2 separate regions of the Mus musculus genome follow, and region 1 is linked to region 2. Evidence: chromatin contacts called from public Hi-C data. All regions are on one chromosome and are shown on one strand. Each heading gives the region's core, a stretch centred on a gene start, on an enhancer-like site or on the middle of the called end of the contact. The rest is flanking DNA. Distances are from core to core; before and after follow the strand shown.

Region 1 (3,783 bases), core at 452-2,951, 110 kb after region 2:
CCCTGGCTGCATAAGAACAAGGCCAGACTGAGCTACATGGGACCCTGTTCTAAATAAACAAAGAATTACACCTGCAATCCAGAACCCAGGAAACCGAGAGAGTTTGCCTTGAGTTTTAGGGCCAGCCTGGGCTACAGAGATTCTGTCTCAAAAACAAACACATAGGATAATTTGAACGAAATGAAAATCACCATGGCCTTTGTATCAGTCAGAGTTCTGTAGAGGAACTGAGCTGATAGACTAAACCTATGTATAAGTATAAAGGGGGTTACTAGAATGGCTTACAGGCTGTGGTCCAGCTAGTCCAACAACTGTCTACCAGTGGAAAGTCCAAAAATCTAGTAGTTGTTCAGTCCACCAGGCTGGATGTCTCAGATGGTCTTCAGTATAGTCTAGTATCCCGAAGAAGTAGGTATAGGCTTAGGTTTTTCACAACCTACTTTAGTAAGGGTTCTCAAATGCTTTGACTCCCCTTCTAGCCCACAGTACAAAGGTAGAAGAGAAAAGATGGGTAATGGGACAGTGAGGATGTAGACCTGTGTGGAAGTAGTCCTTTGGGGAAATTACAGCCTTTGTTGTCAGGGTACTAGCAGTTCAGTTCAAAAGTGCCACCAAACACGAATCAGCATTGTAGCATGATCCAGCAGAAACAGCCAGGCCTCCGGCGAATAGGTACAAGTCAACGGGAGCAACCAGAGCAGCAGGAATGCCAGGAGTAGTTCTCTGCCATGCCTCTCAAAGTGAAGTGAAGATCAGAAAAGACACGAGACCAACGAAGGTGTTGCACAGCTAGCTACACAAGGGTACCTACCGTCACTGTTGTCTTATACTCTCTCCAGACATCACATGTCTGCTTCAGCAAACCATCACAGGAGTCCGCATCACAAGACACAACCAGAAATGTCTGAGTCAGGTCGGCTCTCATGCCAGTGAACGAGTGGACTTGCCAGTGAGAGGAAGGGGGCACGAAAGGGCAAAGAGCAAACACTTTCTTCTTCTGTGTCCTTTATAAAGGCCGCCACCAGAAGCTGTGGCCTCAAAAAAATCTGGATTAAAGGTGGGTCTTCCTATTTCAAATGACTTAATTAAGAAAAATCCCTCACAAGTATACCCAGCCGCTTGGGTTTTTGTAATTCCAGATGTAGTCACCTTGACAACTCAGAATAGCCAATACAGTCTTCAATGAAGTCTTTTGTATATTAGCTTCTATGCATTCATTTTCATTAACAAGTAAAACTGTTATATAATTATGATGTACAATATAGTGACATGTGTGTATGTTGCAAGCTATTTAACATACGCACCACTCCGTGTACTTTTTGTGGTGAAAGTTTTTGGAATTTACTCTCTTGAGATCTCTGAGTGTATAATGATACACATGGCTTCATCCCATTTGACTGAAATTTTATGACATTTCACCAGCAGTGCCCCGGTGTCCCCGGTAAAGCCACTATTTCACTGTTTATTTTTTAGTTCAGTGCTTTGAGATTTCACACATAAGTGAGACTTATTGCCCCTGGCTTATTTCAGGTAATATAGTGTCTCCCAGGTACATCTACATCAGAGACTATGGGACTTCCACTTTTTTCTTGTAATAGCTGACTAGTGTCTCATCTGGTCATCCTCTTATGGACTCTTAGGCTGACTCCATATCTGGGTTATTGTGAATAAGTGCAATACTGACCGTGGGGGGCAGATATCTCCTAGACAGGCTGGTTTTCTTATCTTTTGGATATATGCCCAGTAGTTGGCTTTGAGATCATATTGGTGGTTCTATTTTTGTTTTTGCAAGTTTACACTCCTACCAAAGGTGTTTAAGGGTTCCAAAATCATACAATCACACACACATTCACACATATACACATTCACACATGTTCCTTGTCTTTCTGATAATGGCCATCCTATAGGTTGTGTGCTGGTGCTTCTTTGTGGTTAATGTGCAATTCTCTAGCTCTCCGTATCTCATAGACCTGCTGGCTGATTTGAGAAATGTGTATTCTGCTCCTTCTGCAGCGTTTTAATCAGGCTATTTGTTTCCCCACTGTTGAGAAACTTGAGTTCCTTACATATTTTGGAGATTAGCCCCTTGTCAGATGTATGGTTTTCAAATATTTTCTCCCAGCTCATAGGCTGCCTCACCTCCCCTCTGCTGATAGTTTCTTCTGCTGTGCAAAGCATTTTACTTTTCTTGGTTTGTTTAGATTTTGGTTTGGCTTTGTTTATTACCAAGCATTTTTAAAGTTCTGTATTAGCATATATTAATGATAGATGATGGATTTTGTGATATTTTCAGACATGTAGAAAATGCATTCAGAACACATTCACCATTTCCCTCCTTTCTCCCTCCCACTCCGCTCATCCCCTCCTTCTGCTCAGCTAGTCTCCCTTCTGCTTTATGTCGTGTGTGTGTGAGTGTGTGTATGTGTGGGTGAGAACGTGTATGTATGTAAATATGAGTATGTGAGTGTGTATGTGAATGTGTCTGAATGTGCATATATGTGTACATGTGTATGTGAATGTGCGTGTATGCATGAGTGTGAATGTGTATGTGTGTATCTGTGTGTGAATGTGTGCGAATGTGTGTGTGAATGTGTATATGTGTGAATGTGTATGTGATTGTATGTGTCTGTCTGTGTGTGAATGTGTGCATACATGTTCGTGAATGTGTTTACACATGTGTGTGCGGATGTGTGAGTGTGTGTTGGTATGTGTGCATGAATGAGTGTGAATGTGTGCATGAGTGAATCTGTATATACAAGTGTGTGTATGAATGTGTGTGTGAATATGTATGTGAATGTACTGTGTGGGTATATGTGCATACATGTATGGCAGAATGACTCTAATTTGGGTACATCACAGGAACATGGTAAGGGATAATTTACAGGGTCATGGATCACTTTCCAGCTGGACACCACTGAAGAAACTGTCTTTCCCTTGTTTTTGTTTGTTCCTGAGATGTGGTATCTCATAGCCCAGGTTAGCCTCAAACTCTCTGTGCAGCTGACGACGACCTTGAGCTGCTTCCCCTGCCTCCATCTCCGAATTCCAGGACTACAGATGTTCACGTTTTTAAGGTTTTAGCTTTGTTTCCAGGAGTTTCACCATGACGCTTTCACGCACACATCCCGTTATGCTTCGCTATTTGCCCCACCTTCTCCCCACCTCCTGCCGGCCTTCTCTCCCTGGAAAACCCTGCTTTCATGCTATGTTGTCCATACTCCAAAGCTCTTCATTTTGATGTAAGCCCTTTGTCTATTTCCCTGTTGGACCTATGCTTTTTAGTGATATAAAAGCCATCATTGTCCAGGCTGCTGTCACAGAGTCTCTGTCCTGTCATCCCAGGTCTTAAGTCTTTAATGAGTTTTGACTTGACTTTTGAGTGTGGTATGAGACGAGACTCTGACATCATTCTTCTGCATGTGCATCCAGCTTTCTCAGCATCGTTTATTAAGGAGACAGTTTTTTCTCCTCCGTGAGTTTTCCACATCTTTGACAAAATTTAGCTCAAATGTGCGGATTTATTTCTGGGCTCCTATCCTGGCTTCCACGAGTCTGTTTATATGTGATGAGACACTGATACCTATAGCTCTGTGACAGATTTTTGAAACCTTGTAGAATAAGGATTCAGCTTTGTTCTTTTTATCCAAGTGCTGGCCTTGCATACATATACAAAGCCTGTAGTTTACCTTCCCCAGGTCCCTGCCCCAGAACCAGAAAGATAGAAAGAGAAAGAAAGAAAGAAAGAAAGAAAGAAAGAAAGAAAGAAAGAAAGAAAGAAAGAGG
Region 2 (4,339 bases), core at 1,288-3,787:
GGAGTGGATTGGAGTGAGCGCTCAGGCTGCTCCGTATCTGGGAGGCGGGTGCTCAGAGTAACCAGCTAACTGTGCGGCTCCATCGAGGCAGCAGAACTCAGCCAGTGTCTGATTTCCTAGGTGGCATATGCTGGGCCTCACAAGACTGTTGTTGAACAACGAGTGAGGAGTAATCACATAGCCATTACTTGTAGTCTCTGGTAGTTTTACTCTAAGGTTGTTATGTCCTTGGTCTGGTGAGCTTGGCTTGGTGACATCACTGCATTGGCAGGGAGTCACGTCCTGGAAGGTACACCTGCTTGCCTTGGTGGCAATTTGAGACTTTAAGTCTCAGACAATGAGGTAGTAAACCCCCGTCCCTCCCCAGACTGAGAGAAAGTGGGCAGACGTTGGGCTCTCCGAAATCTCTGCGATGGCGTTTCAGATTCTCTCTGTGGTCTGCTGGGTGAAGGCAGTGGGTGGTCAGGTTTGAGAGGAGATGGCCGGGGTGGGATCACATTTTGTTTCTGCCGCTCTGGCTCATCACAGTGGAAGAGCCTGGCAATGAATCTGTTTCAGCCTGATCGAGAAAGAGGGTGTGGCCACCTCCACCCTGGGGCTTCATTTTGTTTCTGTTTTATCTTCTTATCCACAAGCTGCCAAACTGGCCAGCTTGATGCTCGGGTGCAGAGCCTAGCCCCATGGGCCACTGTATCATTTACCACACTCTCCTTCAGGTGGTGTGGTAGGTACAGTCTCCGTTCCCCTAAGAGGCCTGCCTACAGGGAAGTGGGGAGTGTGGTGGTGGGGAACCTCCACCCACCTCCAGCGCAGCCCTGAGTCCTGTCCTCCTCTTAGCACCCCACACCCTGTCATTTTGGCAGGGTTAAAGGGACAAGGGAAAGGGAGAGATGAATGAATTAATTTCAGGATTATTGCTGTACACGCAGCCAGCAGCCCCTGTAGTGGACCTTGTCTATAAATACAGAGTCATAATAATAAGGGTTTACGTTTATAAAGTGCGCTGAAGTCCTAAGATAAAAGGCCGTTTATTCCCGTTATTGTTCTCATCATTAACAGGAGTCAGTGCCTAAAGTGGAATTTAGCAATTTCAGACAACAGAGAAATTGCCTGTAGGAAAACAAACTCCATGCTTCAGCAAGCATTCCCTGGCGGGAGAGGCCCTGGGTCCAAACTGGGAACAAAAGTGCTTCTGATAGCACTTGAATCTGCGGCTTAGCACTTTGTGGAGCTGGCTGCTGCCTCCTTTTCATCCCCCAGAGGTCACTGTCGAATACAGATATCAGACAGAAATGTGATTACAAGCGAGTGCTACAAGAAAGGCTAGCTAGCTCACCAAAAAAATTCATCTGTGAGCAGATCCTCTGGGCCCCATCTCCTGCACACATATACCGTATATACCGTAGGTGGCGCTGTTGGCCAGGGGCTCTGTAGCTAGTGGGGCATTCCAGCACCCAGTGGCACCCAGTGGCGGGGACTGGGGACATTGCAGAGATGCTGGTGGAGGCAAGGTAGGATGGGAGTGCTATCCTGGAGGGGTGGGCTTCCCACAAAGGGGAATGGTATTTTAGTGCTCACTTTGAGACTGAGTTTCTGAGCCCTAACCAGGCTCAGCCCTGCCCCCTGCAGGTCCATCAGATAGGAAGCTAGAGAGGCGGCCAGATGTGACCTATGCTTTCAACAAAGCACAATAGTGTTTTTATATGTGCAGGGTCTAATTTTTTTTCAGAATACTTTAAAAATCTCTTTCCTGGTCATCATATCATCCACAGCAGACATGCAGTGTATGAATAGATGTAGAAAGGCATGTAAGAAGTCGGCACCACATGACCTGTGCAGAGAAGAATGTGGCCTCCTTGCTGAGCACCTGGGCATCTGTAACACACCCCACCATGGCACTTTCCTTCCCCTGGCGCTGTGCCCTCATTTTAGTATTCCAGCATGCAGTTCCCAGCCAAAGCTGCAGCTGCCTTGCTGGTATCTGCCTGGCCCCTGGAGAATGTGGTTAGCCACTTGTTTAAAGAAGTGATTTCAGGGTCCTGTGGTGGTCCTCCGCCTCAGTATTGCTAGGATGGGCTGGGGAAGGAAGGAACTGTTTCTACATGATTCTGGTGTGGTACATCTGGTCCCGATAAGACCTCAGCCTGGAAGCTGGCAGCTGTTAAGGGGAAAGATGGAGTGTGCTGGACTAGGAAGATGCTGGCTTAAATCTAGCCTCTGCCATGTGACTGTGGTATTTAGGCCAGCTTCTCACGTAGGAGAACGGTGCTTATACTACCTCAACGATTGTTTGAGGAATTTGACAATATCAGATACCTGCGTGCTCCCTGTCCTGTGGTCAAGGTGCCAAAGCATGGGATCTGAAGAAAGCCTGGCTAACTGCACTCACTGTATGGTGATGATGCTGTGACAGCCCTAGAAGCCAGGACTCGGTGGTCAGATAACTTGCACACCGCCAGACTCACTTGAGTGTGGGCCTGTACATTATGACTCTGGGAGTGGCAGGAAGTAGGGCTGCCATGTGCCCGGGACAGGAAGTAGGGCTGCAGCAGCTCTCGGGCTGAAGCCCTCTTTGGTTACCCGCCAAGCCCTTGTGCAGGCTGGAGGAGCGTGGGGCAGCGCGCATGGACCTTTCCTCAGCAGCCCCGCTCTTGCCTCAGCCCTCCCTCAGGGATGTTCACTGAGCCTGCAAAGGGAAGGGACCGGTGAGGGGGTCACAGGGAATACAAGCAAAGCAGGCCGAGAAGGCACTCTGACTGTGTCAGAAGCACGGTGGGTTCCTCTCATCCAGGCCCTGGGGACAGTTCAAGTTCAGTTATTGTTGCAGCAAACCCTGAGTAGGTGAGGTGGGGTGGCTGTGCATGGGGGAACCCGGAAGGTACTGCACTTTAAGGAGTTGTTGAACCTCACCCAGTGTTTGCGCTGCTGGCACTGGCTGCCTCCGCTTCCCAGACTCGTGGCAGGGGTAGGTTAAGGAAGGGGTCGACGTCCCCGGGATCCTGAGGTTGCCTGGGATGGGGACAAACCTTGGGCTGCTTCTCCTTCATTGGCCCCTCCTGGGAGTGGGTGTGGAAGGCGCTTCTCTGTTGGTTCTGCTTTCTGTGTATATTTGCCAGGAAGATGTTAACACTTCCTACCCGGCCTTTGTGTTCACCTAATCTCTGCTGTTTAACCTTTGACCCTCTGCTATTATCAGCGTCTGCCACCTTTGCTGGCCAGACCAGGGCCCCAGGAAAAGCCCTCGCTCAGCCTGTTGGCTAGGAAGAGGATGAAGCAGGCATTCCACCCTGTTGCAGGCAGATGGATCGCCTTTCCCTGGGGCAGAGCTTTGGAAAGGAAAGAAACTTGCGGTACCATTAGGGTCCCCCGCCCCCACTCCTTTTGAACTGTCAGTCTTTAAGTAAACATTCTTTTCCTGCGTTGGGTCCCAGCACTTGTGGGGAGAGGGGAACCTGGGAAGAGACCCCCCCCCCCAAGCCTCTTCTGAACTGAGGGATTTGGGCAGGGAGGACAGGCCAGAAGTGCTGCATTGATGTCAACTCTCTGAGTCCCTGGGGCATCAGGGCTTTTGAAGTGGACTCAGTGTAGCTGTCACCACAAGGGCCAGGACCCTCTGAAGTATTGAAAGCCATTCTCTCTGGGCCCAGCTCTTAAGCATGTTGTACCTGCCTAAGGCATTTCCCTCCTTGGCCCACACAGCCTCTCCCTCTGCAAAAAAGGGACCCCTTGTCCAAGTGAAGGCTCCGGCAGCCCCTGGCCAGTGCCCAGCCCACACAGCCACCAAGGAGACTGCCAAATGAGACTGTTTGAGAGGAAGGGCCTTTCCTTAGGCTCTGGTCTAATAAGTGTGTGGGGAAATCTCCGACCTCCCCCCAGCCTCCCCCATCCCCACCTCACCCTAACTCCTACAGCACTGACAACTGACCAGGGCAGCAGCAGCAGCGCCTCACCCCACTCTGCTGCATTTCCTCCAGGGAAGCCTGGGATCTGTGCTTGGTTGGTTTGGGTTTTACTCTATGTGAAAATGGAAGGCTGGAGTACTGAGGGCAGGAAAAGGGTCCAGGTCTGGGATCCAGGGTCCTTTAGCGTCATAGCTCGTCTCCCTGGGGAGATAGATGGCTCTGTGTGCTGTGCTTTCCCTCTGAGAAGGCCCCCTGAGGCTTGGGGTGCTCTTTGTGTAGTTGGGAGTTCCCGCCCTGCATGGGGAGCCCCTCTGCCCCTGGTTCTGCTCACCGTTGGCTCTGAGGCCACTACCGTTCTTTTAGAACCTCAGACTCAACCAGGCCTTTCTGCAGGCTCTCCCTGTTTCCTCTCGAGCTTTACAGAAAATGGGGGAGAG

The links. Hi-C and Micro-C count contacts between places; a contact is called where the count stands out from the background.
Region 1: a contact with region 2 is called in a Hi-C map of the G1E-ER4 cell line, with 6 times the contacts expected there. The contact joins two enhancer-like sites. A contact is called at or near these places in 3 of 39 promoter capture datasets (cranial neural crest, embryonic stem cells and liver), 4 of 15 datasets of contacts at CTCF or cohesin (CD8 T cells, the G1E-ER4 cell line, large pre-B cells and 1 more), 67 of 484 Hi-C or Micro-C datasets (B cells, the Ba/F3 cell line, CD4 T cells and 38 more), 15 of 115 datasets of contacts at active chromatin or transcription factors (acute myeloid leukemia, bone marrow-derived macrophages, craniofacial prominence and 7 more) and 4 of 9 other capture datasets (adipose tissue, embryonic stem cells, liver and 1 more).

Annotation. Positions count from the first base shown.
Region 1 is chr19:45,678,985-45,682,767 of GRCm38.p6, forward strand. No RefSeq gene overlaps it. Among named protein-coding and RNA genes, the nearest start is that of Fbxw4, 21 kb to the left of the region's middle. Within about 2 kb of position 1,702, at least 3 of the 459 cell types and tissues checked have an H3K27ac peak or open chromatin away from gene starts, as enhancers often do. A contact at or near this core is called in the G1E-ER4 cell line, where this site is marked.
Region 2 is chr19:45,572,579-45,576,917 of GRCm38.p6, forward strand. The region is part of intron 4 of Dpcd (deleted in primary ciliary dyskinesia); the gene reads left to right. Among named protein-coding and RNA genes, the nearest start is that of Dpcd, 14 kb to the left of the region's middle. Within about 2 kb of position 2,538, at least 118 of the 459 cell types and tissues checked have an H3K27ac peak or open chromatin away from gene starts, as enhancers often do. A contact at or near this core is called in the G1E-ER4 cell line, where this site is marked.